7 separate regions of the Mus musculus genome follow, and all the other regions are linked to region 1. Evidence: chromatin contacts called from public Hi-C and promoter capture Hi-C data. All regions are on one chromosome and are shown on one strand. Each heading gives the region's core, a stretch centred on a gene start, on an enhancer-like site or on the middle of the called end of the contact. The rest is flanking DNA. Distances are from core to core; before and after follow the strand shown.

Region 1 (3,277 bases), core at 385-2,884:
AGGCACATGTTCATGGCATGCACCACCACACCCAGTTGACAACAACTTAAAAAAATTATTGTGATGATATCTGTGTACATGAGTTTGGGCACATGTGGGCATCTAGAAGATGAAGATGCAGTCACTCTGCAGGGCTACAACTTGATTAGGATGCCAAGGGTGCTTGCTAAACTTGACTGACTAGGAGTGAGGGCACATACCTGTAGTACTCACTAGGGAGGCAGACACTGGCAGATCTCTGTGTTTGAAACCAGCCTGGTTTACAGTGTGAGTTTACATAGATAGGTGGATTTCTGAGAGTCCAGGCCAGTCAGGGCTGCATAGTAAGACTCTGCCTCTTTTTTCTTTTCTTTTCTTTTCTTTTCTTTTCTTTTCTTTTCTTTTCTTTTCTTTTCTTTTCTTCTTTTCTTTTCTTTCTTTCTTTCTTTCTTTCTTTCTTTCTTTCTTTCTTTCTTTCTTTCTTTCTCTCTTTCTCCCCCCCCCACCTTTTTTTGATTTTTCAAGACAGGGGTTTTCTAATATATATATATATATATATATATAAAATTTTAAATTTCAATTAATTTTATTTATTTATTTTGGTTTTATTTTGTAGCCCTGGCTGTCCTGAAACTCACTTTGTTTGGTTTTTTTAAAGGCATTTTTTATTAGATATTTTCTTCATTTACATTTCAAATGCTATCCCCAAAGCCCCCTATACCCTCCCCTGTCACTTTGGGTTTTGTTTTTGTTTTTGTTTTTTGTTTTTGTTTTTGAGACAGGGTTTTTCTGTTTAGTCCTGGCTGTCCTGGAACTCACTCTGTAGACCAGGCTGGCCTCGAACTCAGAAACCCGCCTGCCTCCCAAGTGCTGAGATTAAAGGTGTGTGCCACTGCCTTGCAAGACTCACTTTGTAAGTCATGGCTGGCCTCGAATTCACAGATATCCTCCTGCCTCTGCCTTCCAAGTGCTGGGATTAAAAGCATGTGTCATAACTAAACCGCATTTAAAAAATTTTTGTTTGGCTTTTTTATTCTTTTGTTTGTTTTTACTTTTCGAGACAGGGTTTCTCTGTGTAGCCCTGGCTGTCCTGGACTCACTCTGTAGACCAGGCTGGCCTAGAACTCAGAAGTCCATCTGCCTCTGCTTCCCCAGTGCTGGGATTAAAGGCGTGCGCCACCACTGCTTGGCTTGTTTGGCTTTTTCGAGGCAGGGTTTCTCTGTGTAACCTGGACTTGCTTTGAGACCAGGCTGGCCTAAAACAGAGATGGGCTTGCCTCTGCCTCCTGAGAGCTGGGGGTTAAAGGCGTGGCCACCACGTCAGACCCGGGCATAATTTTTTTTTAAGAAATTACAGTCAGTTTTGCGTGCAGTCCCCGCCCCTCAACTCCGGTAGACCAGTACCCTTCCTCAGGCCCCTAATCCATCTTCGTTCCTGCAGCCCTGCCACGCCCCGCGGCAGTCCTTCCACCCCCGCCCCAAGCATCTTCAGCGTCCCCTAGCGACCGGGCGGCGGCTCCTAGCAACAGCATCCCGGCGCCCTAACGACGGCGGCACGCAGGCCTACGTCAGCGCGCTCGGCCCCGCCCCCGCGCCGCCGGCCCCGCCTCCCCGCGCCTTAGGCTGCCGCCGCCGCTACCGCCGCCGCTGTCGCTGCTGCCGCCGCCCGAGACTCGCGCAGAGCAGTTATGGCGGATCCCGCAGCGCCCGCACCCGCCCAGGCCCAGGCCGCCGCCGCCCCGACCCCGGCCGCAGCCCCCGCCGCCGCCGCCCCGCCGCCCGCGCCCGCTACGGACTCGGCCTCAGGGCCGTCCTCCGACTCCGGCCCCGAAGCAGGCTCACAGCGCCTGCTGTTCTCCCACGACCTGGTGTCCGGCCGTTACCGCGGCTCGGTGCACTTCGGGCTGGTACGCCTCATCCACGGCGAGGACTCGGACTCGGAGGGCGACGATGACGGCCGCGGCAGCTCGGGCTGCTCCGAGGCCGGGGGCGCGGGCCACGAGGAGGGCCGGGCCAGCCCTCTGCGGCGCGGCTACGTGCGCGTCCAGTGGTACCCGGAGGGCGTCAAGCAGCATGTGAAGGAGACCAAGGTGAGGCGGGCCGGGGCGGTCGGCAGGGCTCGGGGAGGGGAACGCCGCCTCGTCGCCCGGTGCACCGTCATCACACCGGCCTGGGCGCGCACGCCGGCAGGGCTGCTCCGGGCGAGGGGAGGGGCCTTGCGAGCGATGCTCGGCTGTGGTGTTGGCCTCGGGGTGATGGACGCGCACGGATGCCCGTGGGGACCTCCTCGGGCGCTGAGGCGCGTTCGGCGTTACACTAGTGCGGCGTTTTTTGCTTACAACCCCCACCGCTAAAGGAGGTCCGTGCTGCATTGTGCTTTCCGAAGGGAAGGCCGTGCCGGGGAGGGCTTGGCTGTGGGTATTCCAAAACAAAGATAGAGGTGAAAACCCAAGAAGTTGAGCAGATGCTGACGGAATGCATGGTGGGGCAGCGGCCCCACGTCTTTTTTGTTGTAACCCCTCTGCATCCTTTGAATTGCCTCGGAGAACTTTATGAGGGAAATGATGAACCAGTCCAGGGCCATGATATTAATAGTACTGAGGGAGATGGTGGCAGCTGCGACTGGGTGTCTAGGACTTCTTGGGGTGGGGTGGCCTATGAAATCGTGGACAGAAGAGAGAGGGACCAATGGGAAAAGCTGCATCTTGTTTTTTCGTTCTTTTGGTTTTAACCTGGGGCTCTTAAGCAAATACCACATTCTCCCACTGTTCGGGAAAGAGGCTTGTGAATGGAGCAGTTCTACAAGAGCGGACTGACATCATAAACCTAAGCCAAGATTGGTTTGCAGGCTTGTTTTCCTGAGTGTGTGGTTTTGTATCTGTCTCTCACATATCTTTACCTCACAGCTCCTCCTGTCCTGCCCCTCCCCATCAGGAAACATTTCTAAGCATGAATCAGGTCCCTGGAAGTGAGAGATCTGCTTTGGGGGAAGGCTGTTAAGTCACTGTTTTTTGCAGTGCTGAGGGTTGAACCCAGGAACTTGATGCTAAACCTCCAGCACTTTGACGTAGAGCTACGTCCTAAACCATTCTACTTTATTTTGAGAGTAAACCTTGCCAACTTGTTCAGATTGGTTTGGAAATTAAGATATTCTCACCTCAAGCCTAGACAGTATAGAGGAGCCAAGCCACCAAAACAATCGCAGGGGGCTCTTCAGAAATTAATATAAGGCTGTATGGTGACTCATGTCTTTGTTTTTTCCAGACAGGGTTTCTCTGCGTAGCCCTGGCTGTCCTGG
Region 2 (2,936 bases), core at 431-2,930, 1.2 Mb before region 1:
ACGTGGTTGGTGTACCTTCATACATGCAGGCAAACATACATACAAAATAAAAATAAGTAAAGAGAAATAAAAAAGACAGGATCTCACTCAAGTTCAGGCTGGCCTGAAATTCATGACAATCCTGCCTCAGCTGCCTCAATGCTGATAACCACCTCCCATTTGAATGAGTTTTAAATAGGATGGGACACAAAATCACGGAGGTGAAACTCAGTGTTTCATCTAACCCTCACCCCAACACCCTGCCCCAAGTCAACTCTACAGCATCAACCAATATCTTCCAGAACACCCTTCAACAGCTGCCCTATTTCCCTCCAAGACTCCCCCTAAAGCAAGAGACTCCCCAGTCAGCCAGCCTTCTCCCTACAAGGACTTCCGGCTTCTTTGGCACGTCGGCCCCTCCCCTCCAGAGAACTACTAGTCTCCACCCCCACAACGGTTCCCCTCAGAGCAAGGTTCTTGGGGTGGTCAGATCCACAGCCAGACTCAGATCCCGCAGGAGCCAGGACAGAGGTGGGAAAGTCACCAGCAGAGACTGGCCAAAGTTTGGAAAGCAGCTCCTTTGGAATCGTCCTAGTCATTTCGCTTCCTCCCCACACCCTAAGGCCACCGCCAAGCCCACGTCAAGGCGGCAGATGCAACTGAGTCTGTGGGCACCTGGCTGCCTCCAGACTTGCAGGACCAGAGCGATCCTGCGGGGACGCTCTCAATAGGATTGTGGAACTGGCAGTCACAAGCCCCGCCCCCAGCTGTGGATGAAGCCGGAACTCCAGGACTGGGCGCGGAGTATGGGTCAGGGCTCCTGGCACTGCCATCCTGACTGACAGGGTACAACCCAGGACGGAGTCACTAGATTCCACCGCTAGGCTGGGAGATTCCGGGGAGCCAGGGCACCTCCAAGGCTCCAGGCCCAGACCCCCTGGGCGCAGTGGGGCCACCCTCAATCTGGCAGCTAAAGTCTCAGTTTTCAGTGTTTTCATCCCAAGGTATGGAAAGCTGCCCCCGCACGCCTGGTACAAGGGGGCTCGCCCCGCTTCTGGGAAGGGAGTGCATTTGGTGGGAAAGCAGACCTGTTGCTAGCCTCTGAGAGGGAAGGAAACTCTCCTTCAGAGTGCCAGGCCAATCCCCCTCCTCGCACCCCACGTGGCTGCAGAAAGTCCCTTCCAGGTGAATTCCCTAGGCTGGGAGCCGCGGCGTGCCGGCCACCTGCTGTGCCGTGCCCCTCTCCGGTCCCTCCCAATGCCAACAAGGCGACAGGCCTGCCTCCCCGGAGAACTTCGGGGACGTCCCGCACCAGAGCGGCCTGGACCAGTGGTCCAGGGTGCGGCGGGGCCCGGCCCGGAGTTGGGGAGACAAGGTCCGGAGTGGAACAGGCGACAAAACCCACGGGCTGGAGGGGACAGAGACGCGGAGGGGCACGGGGCCCCGCGCTCTCCGAAAGGCCCAGGACGCGCAGCCGCCGCCACCTGTCGCGCTCTGCGGCCCGCGGCCCCACGGGCCCTGGTAGCCAGGACGCCCGGCTCCGGGTCCTCGCTGGTGGACTCACCATGCTCACGAGGCGCGTCACCACCTGAGGCTGAGACAGGAAGCGCCGCAGGTCGAAGGAGCCGCCCGCGTTGGCCGCGCCATAGGCCCCGCTCTCCATGTCGCTTTCGCCACCGAGCCGCGGATGGCCGGGAACTAGCCGGATTGCCCCGCCCCGCCCACGGGGGCGGGTCCGGCCGCCGACAGGGCGGGGCCAACCGCCGGGAAGTAGCCCCTCCAAACTCGTGGAAGTTGGCAGCAAAACTTGGAGCTCGCAGGAGGCGCCAGGGTGCGGAAGGGGGAGGAAAAGCTCACCCCTGGGAAATATGTCCTACTGAGTTCATCCAGAAAGGATCAAAGAGTCCCCAAGAAGAGACATCCTAGGCGGCTCCCACTTTACTCTTACTTACACAGTGCCCTGGTGAAGGTCCTCTCCCATAAGCCCTCCAGACACCCAAATCCCACCAATCCAGAATCCAGGCTCGTAAATACCTGGATGTCACTTCACCATTCTGCTCCAGACCAAAGGACTGGGGCATAAGCTCTTGCCTAGCACATCAGAGGCCCCCAGTTCCAACCTCTGGACTACTGTAGTAATTAATAACTATGGCCCCCACAGTTCTGGCTACTCTTTGCTCTGGAGCTAAGCCTGAAAGCCAAAGGGCTCTGAAGGGCAGATTTCTAGACATCGTGATCACATGCTGCAAAGTACCTGGTGGCTGTTGTCTCAGGAAGAGAAAGAGGGCAGGAGAATAAGGAGTTCAAGACAACCCTGAGCTATCTGAGATCTAGTCTCAAGTACACACATACTGAGGATTGTAATTTTAAAAATTAAAACAAATGAGATCACTAGGTCATAGACTCCAGCTCCCCCTGTCCCCCAATAACATTTAGAAAGGGAACCTGATGCTTAATCGGAAGGGGTCGTGTGTCAACCCAGGGCTTCACCTTGGCCGCCAAGAGGCCTCCAGATATCCTTCTGTTGACAACACAAATTTGTTCCCAAGGAGACCATGGCTGTTGAGGGGTGTAGAGGGCTGAGAAGTGACACAGAATGGAGTCATGACAAGATGGCTTTACCACAGTCACTTCAATGGATAATGAATAATGAGACAGACTCACCTCAGTAATGAGGGGGGCTGGACAATAAGGAAACTGAGGCAGAAGCCTGCCCCACCAGAAGGGTCACCACTCGGGAGAAGACAGGAGTAGGCACAAGAGAGACTGGGCCTTCTAACAGTCTATCTGCGTCTATTTGCACCCTCCCCACACTAACAGAGCCTGTGACAAGCCGCTGGTAGGTGAGCCCAGGGCTACCTCCTAAAATCTGTTCATACACGCCATGAGTGTTTGATGAAGGAGAACTGGCTGTCAGGACTTTCCTACAAAGCCTCCCTTTCTCTCTCTCTCTCTCT
Region 3 (3,030 bases), core at 441-2,940, 1.7 Mb before region 1:
CTCCTCCTTCTTCTCCTCCTCTTCCTCTTCCTCCTTCTCCTCTTTCTCCTCCTCCTCCTCCTTCTTCTCCTCCTCCTCTTCCTCCTTCTCCTCTTTCTCCTCCTCCTCCTCTTCCTCCTCCTCATCCATTTCCTCCTCCCCCCACACACAAAATGTTAACATCTTTAAAGAAAAAATAAGTCCCACTTTCTCCACCTCCCCTTTCATTTCTGTCAATTTTCCTCATATATCTTTCTCAGAAAATATGCATATACCCACTGCAGCATGTCTGCCACAGGACACAGGTATAAGGTGGCACACTGGGGAATTTAAATTTATTTAAGTTGTACAGAGATTTTGAGCAATTACAGACTAAGGCTGTTGGCCATGGGGGAGAAAGGATTGCTGCAGCCCATCCAGCGAAGAGAAGGACCCACAAGGAAAGACCTGACTCTCCTTCCTCCCCATGTGGTTGGCCTGGCCCCTTCATGCCCTGCAGAAGCCCAGAGATTCCCACAACCCTCTACAGGCAGTGATTTGCAGAGAGAGGGAGCTGTGGGGGTAGAAGGCTGGTTCTGGGGCTGCATGGGGGATTTCAAGTCTTTGTTTCAATCAGGAAGACCCGTCCCAAAACTTCCCAGTGTCTCTTTTGCTGTATTTGTAGGTTTTTGTTTTGTTTTGTTTTGTTTTGTTTTTGAGGTGGAGTTTCACTATATTGTCCTCCTGCCTCAGTTTCCTGGGACGCTAGACTAACAACAGGTATGCCACAGGCAAGCACCACTACCCCAGGCCTTTCTGGGGTAAGAAGGGTTTGTGCATGCTGTGGTGGAGGACATCCTGGACAGGGACCTACCACCCAGAGATGCCCCAGCCCATATAAGACCCTCTGAGTCTGGGAATTAGTTTTCTCCTTTCCCCTGGTCTCTGGGATGCAATCTAGGGTCTCTCACATTGCTAGGCAAGTGCTCTGTCATTGAGCTGCAATGCACTCCCTGCTGGTCACTTGGCTAGAGTTCACAGGACAGGGTGTTCCCTAAGGGCCTTTTCAGATCATTGGTTGGTGCTTCCACTGATTAATTCTGCAGAGACCTCCTACCGCATAAATGCTCTCACCTCCACAGAAGCAGCCCCTGGCCACAACTGCAAAGGGGGATCAACCGGTCCTCCCGAAGAAAGCAGCAGAGCCTGTAAATTGAGGCTACTAATTTGGAAGTTATGTCCTCCTGTGCAACTTGGCGCCGGTAGGAAGTATAAGTAACGAACACAGATGAGTTTAGGTAATTTCCTCCTCGACGTGTTGGTGTCCGAGGCGGATACAGCTAGGGCCACCTTACCCTTCGGGTTATACCCGTGACCTTGAGTATGTTTAACCAGCCGAGTGGCTGGACGCTGGCCCTGGCTAGTAAACCACGCCCGCGGCCTACGCACGCTTGTGAAACTTGAAACCCGAAACTGCCCTGCCCCGAGGAGAGGGGGCGGTACCTAAGGAGAGAGGGCGTGACTTGGGGGCGGAGTCATAGATAGGCAGAGCCTAGGTGCCGCGCTTGCGTAAACGCAAACTAAAGAGGTCCTCAAGGGGACGGGGCCTAGAGGGCGTTCACGCACGCGCGTTTTGGCTGTGGGCGGGACCTTGTGCCGGGGGCGGTGCCTCGGGCGGCGCGTGCGCAGGCGCGTGCTGGGCAGTGCGGGCGCGGTGCGGGGGGCGGGGCTCCGCGGCTCGGAGCTGGCCTGTGGCGAGCTGGTGTCTGGCAGGACGCGGGCTGCGGGAGGTCAGTGGCGGTCGCGGGCCGGAGCCGGTCGCCAGCACCATGGAGGACGATGACAGCTATGGTGAGTGGGGCCGGTCCGCTGCCCCTTCGTGAGCTTCCGCCTGCGCCGGTGTCCCTGGGACGGGACGCGGAGCGCCGGGTGGCGGCAGTGCGAGGGCCCGGGGGTGACTGCCCAGACGCTCGAGGGCCTGAGGGTCGCCGGGGCTGAGGGTCGCCTGGACCTTTGGGTCGCCGTGAACTGAGAGTCACCCGGGCCTGAGGGTCGCTGGGAACTGAGTGTCACTCGAGCCTGAGGGTTGCCGGGGCTGTGGGTCACCCAGGCCTGGAGGGTCACGGCAGGGGTCGCCCGAACCTGAGGGCGCCGACGGAGACGGGTGTAAAACCGGGAATTGCTTTCGGGCTCCAGGACCGAGGTTACTCGGGCCTGGGGGTCGCTGGGGCTGAGGTTTGCGAGTCTAGGGGCCCCGGAAGGGGAGTCGCCGGGGTTAGAGGGTCTCCGCGGCGGGGGTTAACCGGAGCGCTGAGGGTCATGAGGATGCTGAGGAGCCCCGGGGTGCCGAGGGGAGTCAGGGCCAGGTGACCGGGGTCGTAGTCTTTAAGACGAGTCGCCTGCTGCTTGTCACCGGGGTGGCAGACGCCGCGAGCGGCCGCGGGACTAACACGCCCGGCCGGCCTGTGTTCCCTAGTAGTTTCCGGCTCTCAGGGGTGTTAGAAGTTATGTGCCCCATCCAGCTCTTTGTTCTGAGATGAACACAAGTGGCCTGACCGGGGCCTCTGAGCCGGGGACGTCGGTCAGGTTCGTGCTACCGTCGCATTGTGAATTAGCTCCTGGTCCCCTGGTCTGTCAGTCAGGGCCTGACCACACCGGGCAAGGGGATCAAGTTTGAGCTGTTGCCTGAAGGTAGCCGGGTAATGACACCAGTCCACATCCTCCACCAGGGCAGAAGCGATTTAGACTCTCCTGGCTAACCTTGCTGCTTGTTGGCGAACAGCCAGGGCTCTGGTCCCTCCGAGGGTGTGCAGTCTCTGGAGTTGTAGAAGGTTATTTGAAATGCTTTACGTGGTTGTTAGCATTGTTTCCAGGAGGAATGGAAGAAGGAATGGCAGGTAGGGCGAGTGGTGACCTTTTACTGGTTTGGCAGGGAAGTATGGCTCAGGAACTTAACAAGCTTATACGGCTTAGTGGAGCCAAACTCCGGTGTGTTGCCTCACAGGTAACTTTGCCTCCTCACACTCTGGTGAGGAATATTAAAGTACCAAGAGGGAAGAGTGTTAGGGCTTT
Region 4 (3,042 bases), core at 71-2,570, 1.2 Mb after region 1:
CAAAGGTCAACCTGCAAAAGTTACAGTTCAAACTGGAAATGAATGACGTCTTGCCACTGCTCAACCCTGTGTTTGACGCTACACATTCTCTGGGTCCTAACCTATCAGCCCATCTTTCCAAGGAGTGCATTTACTTTCAAAAATGTACCGAAACGGTGACTGTTACGGCACAAAAGGTCTGGGACCAGGATTTTATCACCACCACAGGATGTATCACAAGCACTTCCTGCAGCCTTCAGTAGTGGACGCTATCATTAAACCCCGAGTTTAATACCACTTTACACAGGGATGGAACAGGACCTGAGTCCTCCGAAAGTGACCAAGATGTGGTCATTCACCCTGACCCAGTTCTGAATGCATTTGGCACCAGCAGCAGGGGGCCGCCCGGGAGCCAAAGAAAAACTCATGCAGATCTGAGAAGGGGTGGTCCCCAGGAGGGGCAGGGAATGTGACAGGAGCACGAAGGGGGCTCCCGTGGGTGCAGGTAGACAACTCCACGCAGGAGCAGCTGAGAAAAGAGCGGGGTGCGAAGGGAAACCGGAGTGTGCCTGAAGATGGGGCAGAACTGGGACGGGAGATCATTCTGAGGTGGCCAGTGCTAACTCGGGGGGAAGAGAGTGGACTCAAGTCCGGGTTTGCAGGACCCGCTGGAGGGAAACGCGTCCCAGAGATCGGAGCACCAGCCTGGAATGGGTCCCAACACCCGGGGGCGCGCCCGAGGGCGGGGCGCACCTTGTCGGAGTCCAGCTCCGGGTCCTCCTGGCAGCACAGGCGGCAGAGGAAGGACTTGGGCTCCCGGCCTAGGGTCTGTCTGGTGGTCACGAAGTAGGTACCGCCCACGTTGAGCCGGACCCAGCGGGCGGCCCCGCCGCCTCCCGTCCGCTCCGGAGGTCCGGGCCCGGGCTCCAGCGGCTGCGCGGCGGCGGCGGGCTGGCGGCCGTGTCCGCGGGGTGTCGGGCCCGCAGGGCGAGGGCTGGGGGGTCCGCGGCCCGAGCCGCCGCCGTCGCCCATCGCACTGCTGCCACCCCCTCCCAGCCCCGCCACTGCCGGGTCCAGCTGCAGCTCCGCCATCTTGGGCCGCCGCTGCCCGCGCGCCGCCGGGCCGGCCGACTCCTCGGCGGGGAGAGCCGGGCCGGCCCATCGGCGGGCGTGGGGCAGGGGGAAAAGGGACCCCGACGGCGCAGGCGCCGCGCCCGCCTTCCAGGACGGGACTCCATGCTCATTGGCTGAAGTGTGACATGAGACCCGCCTATTGCTCGTTCGGATTGGCCAAGGAGAGAACTTCCGGCAACTCTCTTCCGTTCCTTGCTTGCTGGAGAGAGAGCACTCCGCCGGGGGTCGGTGAAGGTGAGTGGGGTCTGAGGTGTTGGGTCGAATCTCCACGGACTCTTTTGTATTGTATTCCAGACCTCGCTTCCACACTTGTTCCAGCTCCACGGAGGACATCGGGCCTTCGAGCTGCCCCGCTAGCAGAGCGCCCGAGGTCACTGCTTTGCCCTGCTCGCTTTCCCGCGGGGCGAGCCTGGGGCCTGGCAGTGACTTAGCCAATCACCGTGAATTTAGATGTTGCCACAGACTTTTGTCTCACACTGTGTGGCGATCTCAGGAGTGGAGTTTAGGGGTCGGGAAAGCATCACAGAGTTAGGGTGGTAACTTTCAGAGAGGACAAGACACCTAGCAGACTTCAACTCTACGTCCTTCCCTTCGAATGGAGGATTCCTATTCCTCATGAGGTTTACCGATTGATCTAATTAACTATTGGTCATTCTCTATGCTTATGACCTGTGTATGAGAGCAGGCTGGCCAATTTGTCTGAGAAACAACCAGCGCTAGAGATGAATCAGATAACAAAAAGTCTGTAACTCCTGCTTTCTCCAGTGCACTTCGTTCTCTGGCATCCTTAGTTCACTTGACAACTGTCTTAGTCTCTGTCTCTGTCTCTTAGAGACGTAAGCTGTACTGAGGAAGGAAGGAAGGAAGGAAGGAAGGAAGGAAGGAAGGAAGGAAGGAGAGAGACCGGCATTTGACAACTTTGATCGATAGGAAGGTATCCCCCACTCAGAGCTTGTGTAGATGGTTTCCACTTTTCGGTTGGCTCTCTTCATAGTTATTTTCTGTATCTCGTCTTGTTTTGGTCTCAAGACCGCTTCAGTCACTTTCTTTTCACAGTATCATTTGTGTAAAAATGCCTCTGAAAGTGCACAGTATGTGTGCTGTGGACAGGATGACCTGGGCAGGACAGTTCGAGTGAATGGCCGGGGTTGTGGTGGAGAGTCAGTGGCCAAAACACAGTAGCTTAGTTAGCCTTTGGGCAGCTTATGACTTCCTTTAGAAGTGTCTGCAAAGAATAGAAATGAGTTGGGATAGAGGAAGGGCAGCCTGGTAGGAGAGAACATGTTTATATTCTGGGTTGTAGAGCTTTATTTTGATGTATTGAGACAAGCTCCCACATCTCTCATGTGACCTTGAACTTTGATTCTCTGCCTCTACCTCAGTGTTTCTGGTGCTGGAGAGGGAACCCAGGACTCTGTCCATGCCAGGCAAGCATTCTAGCAACTAGCTACATCCCTAGCCCTCTTTCCTGGTTTAAATCCGAATTCTTTCATCTGTTGCATATATATACCCATCAAATGCTTGAGCTGATCCGTCTCTTAACGACTTGTATTTCTCTGGAATGGTCTCCTTCAGGGGTTCTCTCCAAAGGCGCTGTTTTGTTTTCTAGTATCCCAAGATGGCTGGGCGTAAACTTGCTCTAAAAACCATTGATTGGGTATCTTTTGTGGAGGTCATGCCCCAAAACCAGAAGGCAATTGGAAATGCCCTGAAGTCCTGGAATGAGACCTTCCACGCCAGGTCAGTATGCTGTAAGAGGGAGCCCCCATCCTTGATGCTGAACCTGGAAGCAATGTTTTGACATTTATCACATCCACTTAGTATTTAGTAAGTATATGAGTTCGAATCTGCTGCTGTGTGTGCCATATCAAAAGGAAAACTTGTGGGGTTGGCTCTCTGCCTTCAACTATGTGATGAGTCTTGGGTATT
Region 5 (3,047 bases), core at 447-2,946, 1.4 Mb before region 1:
CCCATCCATTAACTCCAGGGCTATTTCCTAAGAGTCCTCCCTGTCCTCCACTGCCCTCGGCTCAGAAGCATACGGTCAAGGCAGTGGCTGGGGAACACTCCCTGAATGAGATCAAGGAGGGCTTGTTCACAGAGAAAGGGAGAATCCATTTGGGGAGCCTGAGAGTGACTCGAAGGCAAGGACTGGGCCTCACCTGTGGGATCTCCATCTGTGAGCATCTGCTCATCAGACCAGTGTGAGATATTTTAAATAAGGCCCCTAAGCCTCTTGACTACTGGAATTGCCAGGGGCGGGGGACAGATGGGCACCCATCCCTATTTAACAGATAACAAGACTGAGTCCAGAGAGGCAGTGCACCTGCCCTGGTCTCTCTTAGTTCCTCAGCATCAGTGGAGCAGATTGGACACAGTGGGCCAGAAGGGAAGCAGGCAGCCCTCCCTCCTAGCCCAAGCTACTCTGTGTAGTCAGTTTGCCCTCCTACTGGTGTTACAAGAAGCCTGTGGTATCCAAGAGGGCAGGTCAGAAAGCCCACTGAGAGCAGACACTGTGTGTCACTTAGCTGGTTCTCAGGTGGCTGCCACTTCCTGCTGCCTGTTGCAAAACTCGACACTAGGCCTTTATAGATACTCACGTGACCAGGAGTAAACAACCTTTCACCTCAATCACCTGCTCTTATCAATACTCCCTCTCCACCCCACCATCGGGAAAGTTCAGACACCTTAAAACGTAGAGGCAAGAGAGGGTCCATTCTGACACCTCAGCGACTTTCAGGCAGTGGCTGAACCCGTTACAACGCTCTGTGGACAGTCCTCCTAGTCGACATTCCTTCTCAGGTTTGACCCTGTCCTGGGAAGTGAGGCTTCTCTCTCTGGGTTCCCCACTCCTGTTCTTGAATAAGGAGCCCCACAACCTCTTATTCTCTCTATACAGAGCCTGGGAAACAGCAAAACTCGGCTCGCCTACAAGACTCCAGCGCGCCCTCTGGTGGACTCGGGGGACGAGCATGGGATGAGGGTTTCTTTCCTCTAGCTCCCCCACCGCGCCGAGAGTACCTGGGCGGACCCACAGTTCGCCACGCAGGTTGGGAGGCCCAGATGAGTGATAAGGTAGTAGTTAGCTGCTCCTCCCACCCCACTCCCCAAAGGACATCAGCACCCACGTCTGTCACCGAAGAACCAGGCAATGGGCGGATGAGCTGAGGCCAGGTAGCTGCTTCTAAGTCAGTGTCTCCTCCACTTCTGGATCTCACAGCTTCATCTTTTGGACCTGTCTACAGGTAAATGTCGCGCATCCCCCTCCTCCACTTCCTAGGTCCCCAGTGGGCTGGTGGCTGAATGGTCCTACGTCCCTTTTGGTTGGCACGGGATGCTTGGAACTGTACATGAGGACCTCGGAGTGGCCTGGGTGCAGAGGGAGGGGAGCGTCCCCGCGGGGATCAAAAGAAAGGGAAGGGGTGCCAGGAGGGAGCCTCTCCCGGCTGGCCTCCTAGAACTGCCCGCGCGCTCCCATCGCGACGCCCCCGCCTCTGCCAGAAACCAGCCTTCTTAGAAGGGAGGGGGGGGAAAGTGTGAATGAGAAGTTGGGGGCGGAGCGCGCGGGGGAGGGGCCGCTGCCAGGAACGCTCGGCCAAGGCTGGCGCCGCGCCCGCCGGTCGGGCAGCCTCGCGCCGCGCTTTGTCTCCCTCTCGGTGAGTCTCGGCGGGTCCTGGAGGCCCCAGCTCCAAGCCCGCCCTCCGCGGCCCCTCCCTCGCCCTCCGCGCACAGCCTTTCAGTGCAGAGTAGTGACTAAACATTACAAGAAGACCGGCCGGGCAGTTCCAGGAATCGGGGGGCGGGGCGTACTGGCCGGGTAAATACCCGCGCGCGCGGCCTCCGAGGCGGCTCTAACTCTGACTCTACACTCGCCTGCTCTTACGACCGCTGTCTCTCCGGGCTCCCGGACGCCCCCTTCCCGGCCCAGCTCTCCGTCGAGGTCCCTCGCCCAGGTCCTTTGCCTGATTCGCCCAGGAGTGCGCCTCATCGGCCCGGGGAGCAGCGAAGCCAGAGGGGGCGCACGCACGGGGAGCCCCTTTGTAGACTTCACGGCTGCCAACATCTGGGCGCAGCGCGAGCCACTGCTGGCCGCCGCCTCGCCTCGGGGACCATAGGAGGCGCAGCCCCAAGGCCGGAGATTTCGCTTCGGGACTAGGTAGGAAGGAGGGGCGCGGTGTGGGGAAGGGTGGGGGCCTCGGTCCAGCTCGGGAGCTTTTCCCGGTTTCTCCTCCCCTTCCCGGGTCATTCCCGGTAGGGAGGGGACGAGGTAGGGGGCAGAGCGGATGAGAACCGAAGATCCCTGATTCCCGTCATACTCAGACTGGGGCCCTCGGGTTTCTCCTGTCCCCTCTCTCACATATCTCGGGTTTGGCACCCCCCTTTTTTCGCCCTCGCCACTGAGGACACCGGACTGAGAGGCGCCCTGAGCGTCCCTAGGGCTCTTGTGTCTCTCCCCATCCTGGCCGCGCTCCTGGAGACCCAACTTCCACGCGCGAGTTTTCTCTGGGCGTCCTCCTAGGGCGGGCAGGGGAAGAGACTGTCTGGGGTTGGCCGGCAGTGACCGAGGACAGTCGAGTTCCGCGAGGTGGCTGGGCCTGAGACACGGTCTAAAGCGGGGCAAAGGGGTGCCCCGGGCGCTAGGCGGAGGCTGGAGGGCCGGGCACGCTGGAGGGTTCCGGGCACTCACGCGCCTCACGCTTTGCTCTCTGCAGCTCCCCGGGATGCGGTAGCGGCCGCTGTGCGGAGGCCGCGAAGCAGCTGCAGCCACCGCCGCGCAGATCCACGCTGGCTCCGTGCGCCATGGTCACCCACAGCAAGTTTCCCGCCGCCGGGATGAGCCGCCCCCTGGACACCAGCCTGCGCCTCAAGACCTTCAGCTCCAAAAGCGAGTACCAGCTGGTGGTGAACGCCGTGCGCAAGCTGCAGGAGAGCGGATTCTACTGGAGCGCCGTGACCGGCGGCGAGGCGAACCTGCTGCTCAGCGCCGAGCCCGCGGGCACCTTTCTTATCCGCGAC
Region 6 (2,985 bases), core at 158-2,657, 1.7 Mb before region 1:
TGCCACTATCGCCCAGCCTGGGGACTAAATTTATTACCTGCCAACTGAGCTACTGACTCTGAATTTTATTTTATTTTTTTGTCCCCACAGATCAAGCCTCCAAGTAAGAGAAATTTGCAAAGTAACAGGCTAATTAGAACAACATCTGGATTAAAAACCTAGGTCTTATGCCAGGTGCCAGCTCCCACACAGGAAGCGTGCTAAAACAGTGAATTTCCCAGGAACTGTATCAGGCTCGGGACAGCAAAAGCAGTAATTCATTGTAGCCAGCCTAGAACAGTGGGTTTATAGAGCCAGCTCCAGCCAGACACAAAGAGTGGTCAGAGAACAAAGAAGTCGGTCTAAATAAAGAGGGAGGATTCTGGGACTGGAACTCAATAGTTAATAGCCCCTACTTCTCTTACAGAGTACCAGAGTTTGGTTCCCAGCCCTCACACTGGGAGCTCACAACTTAGAGCTGCCTGTAATTCCAGTTCTAAGAGAGGATGAGACACCAGTGGCCTCCACAGGCACCTACACTCAGATATTCTTCCCCTATACGTATGTAATTCAAAATCTTTTTAAAACTAAGAGAACTTTTTTTTTCTAATTTAGGTCATATGTGTCTGCCACATGTAGAGTTACATGAGATTTTGAACCACCACTGTATGGGTGCTGGGAAGTCCTTGGAAAGAACGACAAGCCATCTTAACCTCTGAGCCATCTTTCTAGCTCTAAAAGGGACATTGGTATAGGCTAACAGGATTTGGTCTTTGCCATTACTACCCCATCAGCCCCCACTCCCACCCCCTTTTTTAAAGACAAGGTTCTGCTACGTGGTCCAGAAGACATTCTCCAATGATCCTCCAGCCTTGGCCACTTAAGTTAAGCGGTGGAGTGGCTATAGCCAGCATCTCAAGGATCCCAGAGATGACGTTTAAGTTCTGATCATCCCCCACCCCCTCCACTCCTCAGAGTTGCAGAAACTGCTTTCTTGTGCCACAGCGCCTGTTTCATGCAGTGATGGATGGAACCCAGGGCCTCATTCCATGCCCGGCTTGCTAGGGTTTTTTTTGTTTTTTTGTTTTTTTTCAAAAGGACGCCTGCAGGTAAGAACTAACGAACGGTGAATCTTCAAAGCCTCGGTGGCTTGCACTGAACGTGAGCCCTGAGCTCCTCGCCGCAGCACACTGGGCCTGCGCACTGGCAATGTCAGGCACGCAAGCGGAAGTGACGCCACTCGCGTACACCGCGGGAACCACGCCAAGCCGCAGCAGGGTCTCTGGACTCCGGGACGCTTCCGGAGCTTTTAGCTCTACGCGCTTGCGTCATCGCGTAGACTGGCAGGCCTGCGGGGCGGAGGGGTGACGTGTGCGTCGCGAATAGCAGAGAAGGGAGGGTCCAGGGAGACAAGTCGCCGTTAGCTCCGCCTCTTAAGGCGAACGTGCCCTTCACGCGGACTCAGGGAGCACATTGCAGTGCGGCTCCTTTAAACGTCGTGGTGACACGTGTGTGAGGCTCTGGAGGCCCGGATGGTGCGCATGCTGGCCCGGCCCGGATCGGACGCTGGTGCTGCGCGGGCCTTCCGCGGGTTCCCGAGAGGCCTAGGAGGTCGAGGTCGGGCGCGGCGGAGCGCAGGAGCTTCCGCGGGGCTTGGGACGAGGAGGGTGCGCGTTCTACCCGCGGGTTTTGGGGACTCCAGCGAAGGCTGACAGGTGCGTGCGTGGCCGGCGAGGGCACCGGGGAACGCAGAAAGAACATCGGACGCAAGGGACAGGGATCGCCGGGAAGGACAGGGCGTGAGAGGGGCGTAGGGCAACACTGGAGAAGGTTGGGGTGCGAGGGACTTGGAGGAACAAGGGATGCCAGGGACTCCGAGGAAGGGACAGGTGATGTGAGGGGTGCCTGTAAACCCTAGCGTAGCCAGGGAATTGCATCAGTCTTCATCCCAGGGAGCTTCTGGAACGTGAGGTCGCTGGGATCGCGGTTGTTCTCTCAGAGCGGGTTTTCCTTTGAAGGTTCCCGGAGCTGGAAATCTTAGGGTGGAGGTATAGCTGTAGTCCATTTTATAGACTAGGGCAGGGTCAGATCCTTAACACGGATCCACACCGAAATGTAATAGCAGGATAGCATTCTAACCAAAATGCCCATTGCTTATGGTGTGTGATTGTGTGTGCGCGCGCGAGCCTGCCTGCGTCTGTGGCGTGACCCTTGGTGATGGAGATGGTGGAATAGCATCCTAAGACAGGGAGGCACCTTGGATGCCTGAGGATGCCAAAGAGCATGTAGTTCAACTGTTCCCTGACTTGGAATGCTCTGCGGTGGGATGCCTTGGAGGCCCCAGCTCTGTCTTCGCCAGCATGTAAGTGACCCTGAGAATCTGACTTGAGTATTTCTTGGAAAACAGCTTAAAGAGCTGAAGGAAATGCTTTGTTTAAATGACATCTGTCAGAAGGGAGGAGCCAGGCTTGAGTTCCGAATTAGATATGTAAATTGGGCGTGCAGAGTATCCTAGTCCTTGAGAGACCTGGGTCGAGGAAGCATCCCGGTTGGCCTGAGAGTCACACGTGCTGCGTGTGCATGTTAGAGGGTTTGCTGGGAACTACACGAACATTTTTCTCGCTCCTACATCACATAGCCGTATCTTCCAGGTAGAATGATAGACACTTTTTTCCTGCTATAGCTTCAAAAATGATCTTGGCTGAGTAGCCTGCCTTGGTCCTAAGGCCCTTGTGGCAAATGCCTTTGGGTTAGTGTTCCCATTTGCTCATCCCTGAACCATGTTGGGCCAGGACAAAGTTCTCACCTCCCCGTAGGGAGGCATGTGTGGTTTTGAAAATGATGTTTGTGTGGTGGGGATTTTCAGAAGCCAGGCCACCTCCCATCTGCATTCTGTTGGGGGTGGGGGCGTTGGTTAGATGGAGTTCTGAGGCATTCTGCAAGGCAACCTGGGAATGAAGAGGTGAACCAAGATTGGTCAGGCAGTTGTCTTAAGCCCTTGATGGT
Region 7 (2,877 bases), core at 273-2,772, 1.1 Mb before region 1:
ACCCGGTCGAGGTAGCTGCATTGGCGGCGGTGGCGGTGCGTCTTCCTAGCACGCAAGCACTCCGCAATCCGTTTGCAACACCGTTACAAATAAATCCACCTCATTTCACAACTGTAGGGGGCCCTCGGGGTCGCCCATGGCTCACCAAACAACGCCACACTGCGGATCGGTGTATGCCACCCTTTGGGAACGCACGGTCTGCAGGGGACCATGCAAGGGGAGCGGGTATCATCCACCACTGCATTAGTTTTAAGAGAACGAGAGAGCGAGCGCGGGGGTTGGGGGGAACGGCTAAGTGTCCGACCCCTGGGTCCCCATCCCGATGTCGCACGCCCGGCCAGGAGCTCGCAGTCCGTGCCTCTCCTCCGCCCGTCAACCCCGGCCGGCGCCGCACGCGGGTAGCTCGGGGCCGCCGCGCTCCGGCTCGGCCGAACAAAGGGCCCGAAGACCTCCGGGCGCTGCGGCGGTGGCGCTCTCACCTGGGCTCCGTCCCCGGCGGCGGCTCCGCGGGGCTCCGGCGGCGCGGGCCTGGCGGTGGAGAGGTCGCTCTCGGCCGCCCGGGGCCCTCGGGGGCGCTCCGGCGGCGGGGGCCCGCTCAGTGCCGGCGCCGCAGGATCGAGTCCGGGCGCGGGCGGCGGGTGGGCGGCGGCACGTCCCGGCAGGTCCAGGTCCAGTGCCCGCGACGCCGCGACGCGCCCTGCTCCTAAGTCTCGGCGGGCCGCGGCTCGGACGCAGCCCGGGTCTGAGGCGGGGACGGCGATGGGCGGCTGGGCGCGGGGCCGCTCCGCTCCCTCCGCCTCAGGCTCCGGCTCGAGCGGGCCCGCGGCGGCGGCGGCGGGAGCGCGACGGCGCGAGGACCGCCTGTCACGGGGGCGGCCGGGGTGACCCGGCGGCTCTCAGGGCTGCACGGCGACGCGGACGGCGACGGCGGCTGCGGCTCCCGGGGCCGTCGCGCTGAGGTGCGGAGCTGCCACCGCGGCCATCTTGTTGCTCTAACTGACAAGAACCCCCCTCCCCCCGCTCCAGCCAGACGCGGCGCTCGCGCCCCCGGCCCCGCCCCGCGTGGGCCTCCAACAGGAAGTCGTACCGGCCCCCGGCACGTGACTCCCACCGCATCTGCATACCGGAGGGCGGAATGGCCAATCAGCGCCCTGATCCTGAGCTCCGCCTCCAGGCAGTGCTCCCGATCCCATTGGTTCGTCACGAAAAGACCACGCCTCCTCCTTCTCCCCTAATACCCGCCCGCGCTGTGGTCGTCCAGACCGCGCGTGGAGCGCGCGGGGGTGCGAGCTGCGCGTTCTTCACGCGCCTCGGACGCGCGCCTTTCCTCGGAGCTGACGCTCCTTCCCGGTCAATGCGGAGAGCCGTGCGGAATTCTCCCGTGGCCGCTTGCCTTCACGCTTTTGGGCACTGTGACTCCGCGTTAGCTTGCGCACCAAAGGGCCGCAGATTCAGTTCTGCGTAGCCGCCTCCGTTCTCCGGTTCTGCGCCCCGCCGTATCCCGGGTTTGCGCAGCGTTTTCGCCCGGCGGCGCTGGCCCTCTGCGCAGCGGCGCCCTGAACCTGGCGCACGCACTGGCGCGCCTCCGGCCCGTGCCGTGCACACGCCCTGTACCTCCCTACGGTGCACACTCGTACGTGCGCGGGACGCGGCCTAGAAGCTCGCTGCGCGCTCCTCGCGGCATCCTCTTGGCCCCCTCCTTCGCTCAGAGGCTCCCCGGGGATTGCTCTGACGCGAGCCAAACAATCCCGGCTGCAAAGCAGCCCCCTGGGGAGGCCTGCTTTCCCCGCAGCTACTCCACCCTACAGCGAACGCAACCTGCCCACCCCAAGCCCTGGGCTGAGACTACACACCCCGCATTTTCTTCCTGGCTCTGGGAAGCCCGCGGTGGTCCTCCATTCTTTGGCTCCTCCTTGGTATACATATACGTAATAATCTGGTGGGTAAGGTCCGAAGCACTGTGCGCTCCGTAGAGTCCCTTTCAAGTTTCTGTTCAAGCCACGGGAAGATTTTGAAAGCTCATATTTTTCTCCACAGAGGGTGATGGAAGGAGCCTAATTCCTCTCCACCACCACTCCCGACCCTGATGTTCTGGTAGATCCGCGATGCTTCTGAAAGTTGTCAGTGCTGTAAGAGGCCATTCCCTGTCTATGTGTTCCCGTCTGGAAGAAGAGACAACGCTCTAGTAGTACCTTCGAGATGCAGTTTTGCTGCCGCCAGTGTCATGTTTTGAAATGTTTGTGGAGAAAAGGGACACAACAGACTTGCTGCTCTCGTTTCCCTTCAGGGTCCCGTGAGCTCTGTACACTCCTTTCTTTCTATTATATTTTAAGCCTTCTGGTCGTCAGATTTACTTACTCTCCGAAGTCGGCTTCAAACGTCTGTTGTGTATTTTTCATCCTGCAAACCCATATCCCCTAGAAAGATCTGATGGCAGATGTGGCTCTCACAGAGACTTCTGCCTTTTCTATTCAGCATTTTATTGACTTCAGTTTAATTCTTGACTGCTGAGAACCTGTATCTTTTGTGTCTCAAAAGTCCAGATATTATCACATGATCCAGGAAGGAGCACAAATAGCATCCTGCAGTTACACAGCATGCACTAGGTAGATTGCTAAATCCATGAGGAGCCCAGAGTCTGGGTGCAAACAACACTGTAAAACTTCAGTTATTGGAATATTGAACCAAAATGACGTCATTTAGCATTTGTCCTTGCCATTCATTGACTTTGTGACCATGACCTCTCCTCTCTTCCAGCTTTCTTTGTGATCGTCCCCTCCCCTCGAGCTTACTTAGCCTGGCACAATAAGGATCTCTTCCTACCTTAGATATCCTAACACCACTAGAAAAGGTGGGCTATATCTTTTGGAATGAAAA

The links. Promoter capture Hi-C pulls out the DNA fragments that hold promoters and counts their contacts. Hi-C and Micro-C count contacts between places; a contact is called where the count stands out from the background. Capture Hi-C pulls out chosen DNA fragments and counts their contacts.
Region 2: a promoter capture Hi-C map of liver shows a contact between it and region 1, with 4 times the contacts expected there. The contact joins the promoter of Syngr2 here to the promoter of Ube2o in region 1. A contact is called at or near these places in 3 of 39 promoter capture datasets (hippocampal neurons and liver) and 1 of 115 datasets of contacts at active chromatin or transcription factors (pancreatic cancer cells).
Region 3: a promoter capture Hi-C map of pre-B cells shows a contact between it and region 1, with 3 times the contacts expected there. The contact joins the promoter of Cyth1 here to the promoter of Ube2o in region 1. A contact is called at or near these places in 2 of 39 promoter capture datasets (liver and pre-B cells) and 1 of 9 other capture datasets (embryonic stem cells).
Region 4: a contact with region 1 is called in a promoter capture Hi-C map of liver, with 2.5 times the contacts expected there. The contact joins the promoter of Atp5h here to the promoter of Ube2o in region 1.
Region 5: a contact with region 1 is called in a promoter capture Hi-C map of liver, with 4 times the contacts expected there. The contact joins the promoter of Socs3 here to the promoter of Ube2o in region 1. A contact is called at or near these places in 1 of 39 promoter capture datasets (liver), 1 of 484 Hi-C or Micro-C datasets (B cells) and 1 of 115 datasets of contacts at active chromatin or transcription factors (astrocytes).
Region 6: a promoter capture Hi-C map of liver shows a contact between it and region 1, with 4 times the contacts expected there. The contact joins the promoter of Usp36 here to the promoter of Ube2o in region 1.
Region 7: a Hi-C map of B cells shows a contact between it and region 1, with 7 read pairs. The contact joins the promoter of Tnrc6c here to the promoter of Ube2o in region 1. A contact is called at or near these places in 1 of 39 promoter capture datasets (liver) and 1 of 484 Hi-C or Micro-C datasets (B cells).

Annotation. Positions count from the first base shown.
Region 1 is chr11:116,579,804-116,583,080 of GRCm38.p6, reverse strand. It overlaps Ube2o (ubiquitin-conjugating enzyme E2O), which reads left to right and starts at 1,634. Exons shown (of 18, transcript NM_173755.3): 1 at 1,634-2,069. The coding sequence starts at 1,668.
Region 2 is chr11:117,808,411-117,811,346 of GRCm38.p6, reverse strand. Syngr2 (synaptogyrin 2) reads right to left here and starts at 1,680. Exons shown (of 4, transcript NM_009304.2): 1 at 1,544-1,680. The coding sequence starts at 1,642.
Region 3 is chr11:118,247,218-118,250,247 of GRCm38.p6, reverse strand. It overlaps Cyth1 (cytohesin 1), which reads left to right and starts at 1,690. Exons shown (of 14, transcript NM_011180.4): 1 at 1,690-1,809. The coding sequence starts at 1,788.
Region 4 is chr11:115,418,197-115,421,238 of GRCm38.p6, reverse strand. Atp5h (ATP synthase, H+ transporting, mitochondrial F0 complex, subunit D) reads left to right here and starts at 1,320. Exons shown (of 6, transcript NM_027862.1): 1 at 1,320-1,347; 2 at 2,723-2,853. The coding sequence starts at 2,732. Kctd2 (potassium channel tetramerisation domain containing 2) reads right to left here and starts at 1,113. Exons shown (of 6, transcript NM_183285.3): 1 at 733-1,113. The coding sequence starts at 1,071.
Region 5 is chr11:117,968,015-117,971,061 of GRCm38.p6, reverse strand. Socs3 (suppressor of cytokine signaling 3) reads left to right here and starts at 1,696. Exons shown (of 2, transcript NM_007707.3): 1 at 1,696-2,187; 2 at 2,744-3,047. The coding sequence starts at 2,832.
Region 6 is chr11:118,288,666-118,291,650 of GRCm38.p6, reverse strand. Usp36 (ubiquitin specific peptidase 36) reads left to right here and starts at 1,407. Exons shown (of 21, transcript NM_001033528.1): 1 at 1,407-1,694.
Region 7 is chr11:117,652,934-117,655,810 of GRCm38.p6, reverse strand. Tnrc6c (trinucleotide repeat containing 6C) reads right to left here and starts at 1,522. Exons shown (of 22, transcript NM_198022.2): 1 at 1,125-1,522.